2 separate regions of the Zea mays genome follow, and region 1 is linked to region 2. Evidence: chromatin contacts called from public Hi-C data. All regions are on one chromosome and are shown on one strand. The core of a region is the stretch at or near the end of the contact, and the rest is flanking DNA. Distances in the headings are between cores, read along the strand shown.

Evidence for each region. A called contact is a pair of places that touch in the nucleus more often than the background predicts.
Region 1: a Hi-C map of leaf shows a contact between it and region 2, with 2.1 times the contacts expected there. The contact joins the enhancer-like site here to the promoter of LOC100285043 in region 2. A contact is called at or near these places in 3 of 25 Hi-C or Micro-C datasets (ear, leaf and an unstated tissue).

The regions. Positions count from the first base shown.
Region 1 is chr4:184,908,023-184,911,879 of Zm-B73-REFERENCE-NAM-5.0, forward strand. No RefSeq gene overlaps it. Among protein-coding and RNA genes, the nearest start is that of LOC103654237, 41 kb to the left of the region's middle. Within about 2 kb of position 2,114, at least 2 of the 20 cell types and tissues checked have an H3K27ac peak or open chromatin away from gene starts, as enhancers often do.
Region 2 is chr4:184,765,156-184,768,792 of Zm-B73-REFERENCE-NAM-5.0, forward strand. LOC100285043 (LMBR1-like conserved region family protein) reads right to left here and starts at 1,690. Exons shown (of 13, transcript NM_001318030.1): 1 at 1,330-1,690; 2 at 272-348. The coding sequence starts at 1,497. LOC542602 (low molecular weight heat shock protein precursor) reads right to left here. Exons shown (of 2, transcript NM_001112137.1): 2 at 2,968-3,637. The coding sequence ends at 3,261.

The sequences.
Region 1 (3,857 bases), core at 864-3,363, 140 kb after region 2:
TTAATCTATTTTTAAGAAATTTTATTTGGTGATGGCTAATGCTTTTCCCCTTCTCCACATTTCTTTAGAATTTTTGCTTTCCATCAATAGAATTTAAATCCATGCGTCTATTAATATATTAACAATACCTTTATTTTATTAGCCCCAGATGCACAATCAAGTAAAACTCAGCATGATGCCAGGTTTATTTAGATGTCATTGGTTATTAAATCCCCCTTTTGATGGTGTTTATTCACATTTGATATTAAGTAGAGATGGTACACACATGTAGATAAAGGAAATATTCTCTCTTCATACGATTTCCAAATTTAGGTGTTACAGAAGCCTAAGAGACCTTTTCACGGATCAAGCTCATTACGGAAAAATGATCTAGCACCGCGAAGGGGCTAATGTTGGGGGTATGCTTCGTAGCCGAAGATCCTGAAGAAAGAAACACCTTCAGCGGATCCTCTCAAAAGCAATGCCGAAGCTATCACCTATAAAGCTTCGGCATAGTGACATGTCCAAGACGAAGGAGTGAACCGACCTAAAGATGAAATAACCAATAAACCCATGATAGTTTGTGTCATGATTGTAATCGATTGTGAAGGGCAAAAATGTAATTTCACACAGGCTGCGCCCTATACCTATAAATAGATGAACAGTACCCCTGTACTGTTCACACTATCTTGTAATCGCTCGCCCGCAACACTTGGGTTTTTGCCTTCTGTCAAGCCCAAGGTATAAATGTAATTAAATATCGTATTTAAATATCAAGTTTGTATAATGATAATATATGAATGATATTACGTGCTTATGTGTGTTTATCTTTCATGTTTTATATGTTTTATCTTTCATTATCTTATAACCATGATGACGAAGGTACGTCCTTCATGACCTTCGTCCAAAGATCGTTATATCCTAAGGGAAATAATGCTTCGAAGGACAAAGGACATTAACATTTAATACTTTGTGTTGCCTTGTTCTTGACTCTTAGCGTTTGAGAACAAGTCCCCAACACTTCCATTTTGCATTGTGCGATAGGAGGCAGGCCATGAAAGTTCGTCGAGCCACAGAAAAAATGGATAGGGAGCGTGGTAGGGTGGTTGTTGGATCATATTCAGTAGTTCACCAATATAATCACCTAAAACATAATTTTACACTATAAACTACACTGCTCAGAGGGTGGAGTTTGAATTTAGATATGGAGATGAATAAGCTATTGGAGATAATATTAGAGTTGGTCTAAAACGTCTTTAGAAGATAAATTTCACAAGAACTATACAGAAATTTCATAGAAAATAGTTTATTTTGTAGGAACCGACAAATTCCAATAGGGGCCTAAGACGGCTGAAGATGACTTCGCTGATACCCTTCGGTTCCTTGCACTCTGGCGACACTTCTTGGTTAATCGGAGATGGCTTCGCTGAAACCTTCGGGCTGATGTCTGCACTTGTCAACATTTGGGAATTGATCATGCAAAATACAGAAAAATGACACCCAGCGTCGTGTTAACACGATAGAGTGGGGAGGAAGGAAGAAGGGAATGCTTGGAGAGGAAGAAGATGAGATACCGGGAATCGTTCTGTTCACAATTCTCTGAATGTCTCTCCTTACAGAAGCCAGTGGCTTTTATGCGCGTCGTGGCAACTAGGCTGCACACACACACGCGACGCCACAACGGCCCATTGGCCTCACACCTCACAACGCTTACAGGACCCAATTGTTGTTGTGGATCCGACAATTGGGCGCCCTTGCACTGTGGATGTGAAAAAAGCTGCTGTGGGCTGTGAGCTATGGGAAAAGCTACTGTAGGCTGTGAGCTGCTAAAAAGCTAAATCTGTTTGGTCGAAACCACTAAAAATCATTAAAAGTTCTTCGATATATGTTTTCACAGTTCTATCTGAAAGCCACTAAAAGCAGGTCCAGGGGTGCTTTTATTTTTGCACTGCGAGAAAGTTGGCTTTTAGAAAAAGCTGCTTTCTAGATCCAGCCCTTTGGTTTGACTTTTGGCTTTTAGGGGATAAAAGCCAAAGTCAAAAGCCAAACCAAACACACCCAAAGTCCCTCAAGTGCTGACGGTGGAGATGCAGGTGTAACATCCCCCCTATTGTGTCGCAGCTTGTCCCCATGTCGGCGCAAAAGGAAACGCCTAACGTAAGGAGTCCTCATCTTCCCAAGTCGCCATTGAGGCCGGCCAATTGAACCACTTGATTAAAGCTTGGTGGCGAGGACGTAGGCCATGAGAAAAGATGCGACAACGTAGAACCTGCTCAGGAAATCGATGATCAGTGATATCAGCTAGAAGGATGGGACAAACCTAATGAGCAGTTGGGGCAGCAAGCTTCAGCTGTGAGACATGAAACATCGGATGAATGGATGATGAAGGTGGAAATTCCAATTTATATGCAATGGAACCAATACGATACAACACCCGGAATGGACCAAAGAATTTATATGCCAATTTATGGTTAGCCCGAGGTGCTAAAGATGATTGGATGTACGGCTGGAGCTTTACAAACACCTCAGCTCCCACCTGAAACACGCGCTCGGATCGTCCCTTGTCAGCATGTCTTTTCATGCGTGCATGAGACCAAACCTGATGTTGTTTGATGAGCGTTGTCTTAGCTTCTCGGTCACGCAGCCAATGACCAAGGTCTGGGAAGCCACAGCATTATCAGGCTAAATACCAAAATGGTGTGGTTCATAGCCATATAGAGCCACAAATGGGGAGCAACCGATGGAGGAGTGATGGGACGAATTATACAAGAACTCAACAAGGTGGATCCAGGCAGCCCATTTGGAAGGACATGACCTCAATGTTTCCTATAATTGATTTTGGTGTTTGATGTCCATCACAAACCATATGGATTAACTAGTTTGCCTAGTGGATATTTTTCTCAGGCGCATAAAGTTCACATAGACATACAAAGAAAATGACCTTGGGGGAATTCTACACACTTGGAACAAAACATGATTGTTGCAGCCTGTGGCGCACCAGACATTGTCCGCTGCCGTGGCTGGAGCACTCCACGAACAGGCCGCTCTCGAAAATCCTCGGCGCTCGTCCACTAAAATTCACCGAACTGTCCAGTGTACCACCATACTGTCTGGTGAGCCCTCGGAGCAACAGTCATCTTCGCGCAACGGTCGACTGCACTAACTGTGGCACGGTCTATAGCACATAAGTCAGAAGATAGTCTGCAACGTCAAGTTGCACCGGACTGTCCGGTGCAGCAAAAGGGCAGATGACTTCAACGTTCAACCGCTCCATACCCCAATGGTCGGCTGACGTGGCACTCACCGGACAGTGAACAGTGGGGTGTTCGGTGCACCACCGGACAGTCCGGTGTGCCCATCGACAGAGCAGTCAGCCAGCGGCTAGAATAGTGGTTGGGGCTATAAATACCCCAACCATCTCCATTCAAGTCATGCGAGCATCCCACTCTCTTCATTCAATACAAGAGCAAAAAATACATTCCAAAGACACATTCAAAGCCTCAAATCCTTTCCAAGTTCCAAAATCAAGTCAAGTGTTCTAAAGTGTTTAGTGACTTGAGAGGGTGATTTGTGTTCCAATTTTGCTCTTGTTGCTTGGTTGTTTTCTTCTTCTCACTCTGATCTTTTCAAGTGTTTTGTAAAGCAAGCAAAAGACACCTAATTGTGTGGTGATCCTTGCGGGGTGTAACACTCCAAATTCCTATTTGGAGAATATTGTAAAACTCTCTAAATGTTTTAGATTAAAAGGGTCATGGAATAAGAATTTTTGTTTCTTAACTAGAAGTTACTTCTCCGAAAACCAATATGGTTTTTAATAAAGATTGAATAAAAGGATATTTGGGTATCCCTTTATTGAATAATATATTAGTATGTCACAC
Region 2 (3,637 bases), core at 440-2,939:
TTCTACAGGCCATATAATGCATAGCCAGTGTTTTCCCAAGTACCGACCTAGTTTGGATAAAACCAAAAGAGTTGCATTGATGCCCAAATGATGGAGCAGCATAGAATGAAGAGATTGCACATTTTGAGAAATAGTACTAAAATCGTGGTTATAACTGGAAATGGATGTATCAAGTCATCAAATATATGTTTTTTCTTTGTTTTTTATGACACTAAGAACAGGGAAATTCAACCATCGGGCGGAACTTATGCAATACATGTTCATAGCATACCATGTTAGGATAAATGTGCTCCAATAGGACCAGCTCCAAAAGAATCCAATGCCCCCCTTCGCACTGGCAGTTAATGTCTGCGATAGAATGATAGAAGGGTTTGAACCAAAGGAGTACAAAAAGAGAATTTTCAAGCCCGGTAGATAAATTTGTCATTTCATTACAACTAATAAATTTATCAATATTATTTAATGGATATACGTATATTTTTGTAAAGGGAAGGGGGTGGCTTTGAAAGATTAAAAAGAACATAAAAATTTGATCTATGCTCAAATCTGTACTACTAAATACAGAAACATTAAGGTAGGCCAAGTTAGCTGCTAGGGTTTTTCATTAGCCAAAGATTATACTGCACCTGGTTTCTGTGGCTAATGTAACTACTCAAGAGTGTGAAACCTAAAAATGATGAAATCCCATTCATGAATTTGACAGAATACTGAATTAACTCCATAACTATAAAAGAGAAATGAAGATTCGAAGGTGGCATCAGGACTATAGAGGGTTGAACCAAAATCAGTTACTCAGTTATTGAGGCTCAAATAGTGTAGAAACAGAGTTGTCTAAAAGTAAATTGCAGTCATGCACATTATGAGCCTGTTTGGTAGGCTGCCTCGGGCGCCACACCGCGCCACACTCCGGCCGCCGCGGGTGTGGCGCCCAAATCGGCCGCCGCACCTTAGGCGTGCTGCGGCGCCGTAGGAGCCTATCCAAACAGGCCCTATATGCACTACTCCTAATCCCAGGGTAACATACTAACAGTAACAATCAATTTGCCTCGTCCCTCGTACAAGGCTTCCACTGCATTTGTCAGCAGCTTCGCATACCTCATCCGTAGCAAGACGCGTCAATTCATAAGCGTGCTCCAGCAGTAACACGAAGTTTGTGATTCAATTCCTACATACACCCCAAGATTGCAACGCAACTAGAACACGACACGAGCCACACCCGGTGGATCTAACAACACCGACAGCCAAGCCGGCGGAGCCTGGGGCCGACGATGGCCGGAACAGGGGACGGTGGATGAAAAGGTGGGAGAGGGACGCGGCAAGGGATCTGACCTGCCAGATGTCGGCGGGGACGAGGATGATGATGGAGAGGGAGCAGAACCATGCGTATCCTACGGTGGCGACAACGTAGCGCGGCACGGCAGGGCCGGCGAAGTAGCGGAGCGTGACGACGACCATGCCCAGCGTCAGAGGCAGCGATATCAGGTAGAACACCCACATGTCGCCGCCCCGACGCTCTCCGCTAATCCGCTTGGACGCCTCGCCGGCTGGAGGGAAAGGAAGAGTCGGAGTAGCCTGGCCGGCTGGGAACCGGCAGCTTCTCCGTTTCAGAGGCACGCGGGCGGGGAGGTGGGGCCGGGTCCCGCCGGGAGATCGCGGGGTGCTCCTTTGTCTCCAGGGCAGTGGAGAAGCGCGCACGGCTGGCGAAGAACCGAAGAAGGAAGAGGAAGGTGACGATGGACCAAACAGGATCGTTCGGTGGAGTTCGGAAAGCGTACTGGCACGCACGCCAAGGTTGCATCTCCGCCGTCCACCACGAAGCGCACCAAGAAGCGGTTTACGACGACCCTCAAACACAAGGTCGGATATCTCAAAAAAAACTTCTAACTTATTTAGTTTTAAAAACTTTATAAATATATTTCAATCCAAACTTTATAAATATATTTCATTCATTGCATTAATTCCTAAGGTGAATAACCCGGTTAAGGTTTCTGACTTCAGGTCAATTTCTCATCTTAGCATAGCTATCAAGTTAATCACAGAACTCATAGCTGACAGTTCATAAAAAACAGTATGGTTTCATTAAAAATCGTACTATCCAAGATTGTCTTGCTTGGGCTATGAATACTTGCATCAGTGTAAACATTCCAAGAGGGAGTGATGAGTCTTAAGCTAGATTTTTGAAGATAAAAAAAGATTTTGACACAGTTGAACACAGTGATATATTGTTAATGCTCACCAAGCTTGGGTTCTAAAAAATAGGTTCAGTTGGTTCACTCAGTTCTTTGCCACTCACCTCTAAATTGTGGCAAATAGTTAATTTTTCCCAGCGATCGATTTAGGATCAAGGTCACATGAAGAGGGCGATTAACGCATCTCTGTTGTCTGGATAATACGTCATGGATCTTTTGCAGAGGAAGTCGAATAATGGGAACATCCGAACGTGTCCGACGGCTGCGCCTTCCTCAGTTTTGCATAGGGCGTGTTTGGTTTAGGGTAGATTTTGAGGAGCTGATTTTAATAGCAACTCTAAAAGTAGGTTAAAAATTTTACCAAAAAATATTATTAAGAGTAGGTTAAAAGGTTTTAAGAATGAATTATGTACTCAACGGTTTCTCTAAAACCAATACGTGAAGGAATGGATTGGGAAAGATGCAAGAGGCAAAATTTTGGGAAGAACGAATGGATTGAGAAAGATGCCAGACGCAAATTTTTGGGAAGAACGGGAAAGTAAAAAAACCACTATTCGTTACTAAATATGTGTTTTGGGATGTATTCGTTATTAATATGTTTAACCACTATTCGTTACTAATATGTGTTTTGGGATGTATTCGTTATTAATATATGTTTTAGGGTTAGTTTACACGTCCTTTTTGAGTCCCTAAATATATTATGGATCGGATCCAAAGTGAGTTTATTCTATGCCTTGGAGCGCTAGCAGAAACAAAATCTGAAGAATAAGTGAGAGTTGGGTTTGAACATGCATATTTTAAAAATCTGCGGAAACCAAACACGGCATAGAGAACGTGTGTCCAGGTAGGAAATACAAAGAAAATAAAATAAACATAGGCGACTCCACCGGCCTTGACACGAAAACTGAAGCGACGTTGCTTATTTCATACTGATAGAAGATAGACGAGAAAAATGAAAGAAGAGAAATCTGATTCCAGAATCCAGATCAGATTGAGAGAGAGGAATCCTAGTTTGGCAGTGCCCCTCCAATCCTCCATCCCGTACCGGCACTTGCTTCTATTTGGAAACATCTACTCGACGTTGACTTGGAACACGTCCTTGCGCTGCTGCTCCTTCACCTTCGGCACGACCACCTTGAGCACGCCGTTCTTCATCTCCGCCTTGATCTTGTCCATCCTGTAAACCTCTGGCGCGAGCTCGATGCGACCGCTGTATCTCGGAGGCGGGGCGGCCTCGTCCTCGCTATCCTCCTTCTCGCCCTCGCCCTTGATCACCAGGCTGTTCTGCTCCGCCCACACCTTGACGTGCTCCTTCCCCAGGCCTGGCATGTCCACCCTCAGGTGCAGCGCCTCCTCGTCCTCCTTCGCGTTCCAGCCACGGCGCACCGCACGACCTGGCGCCGCCACCGCCAAGTCGTCCACAAGGTTCAGCAGGCGGCCAATGCTGT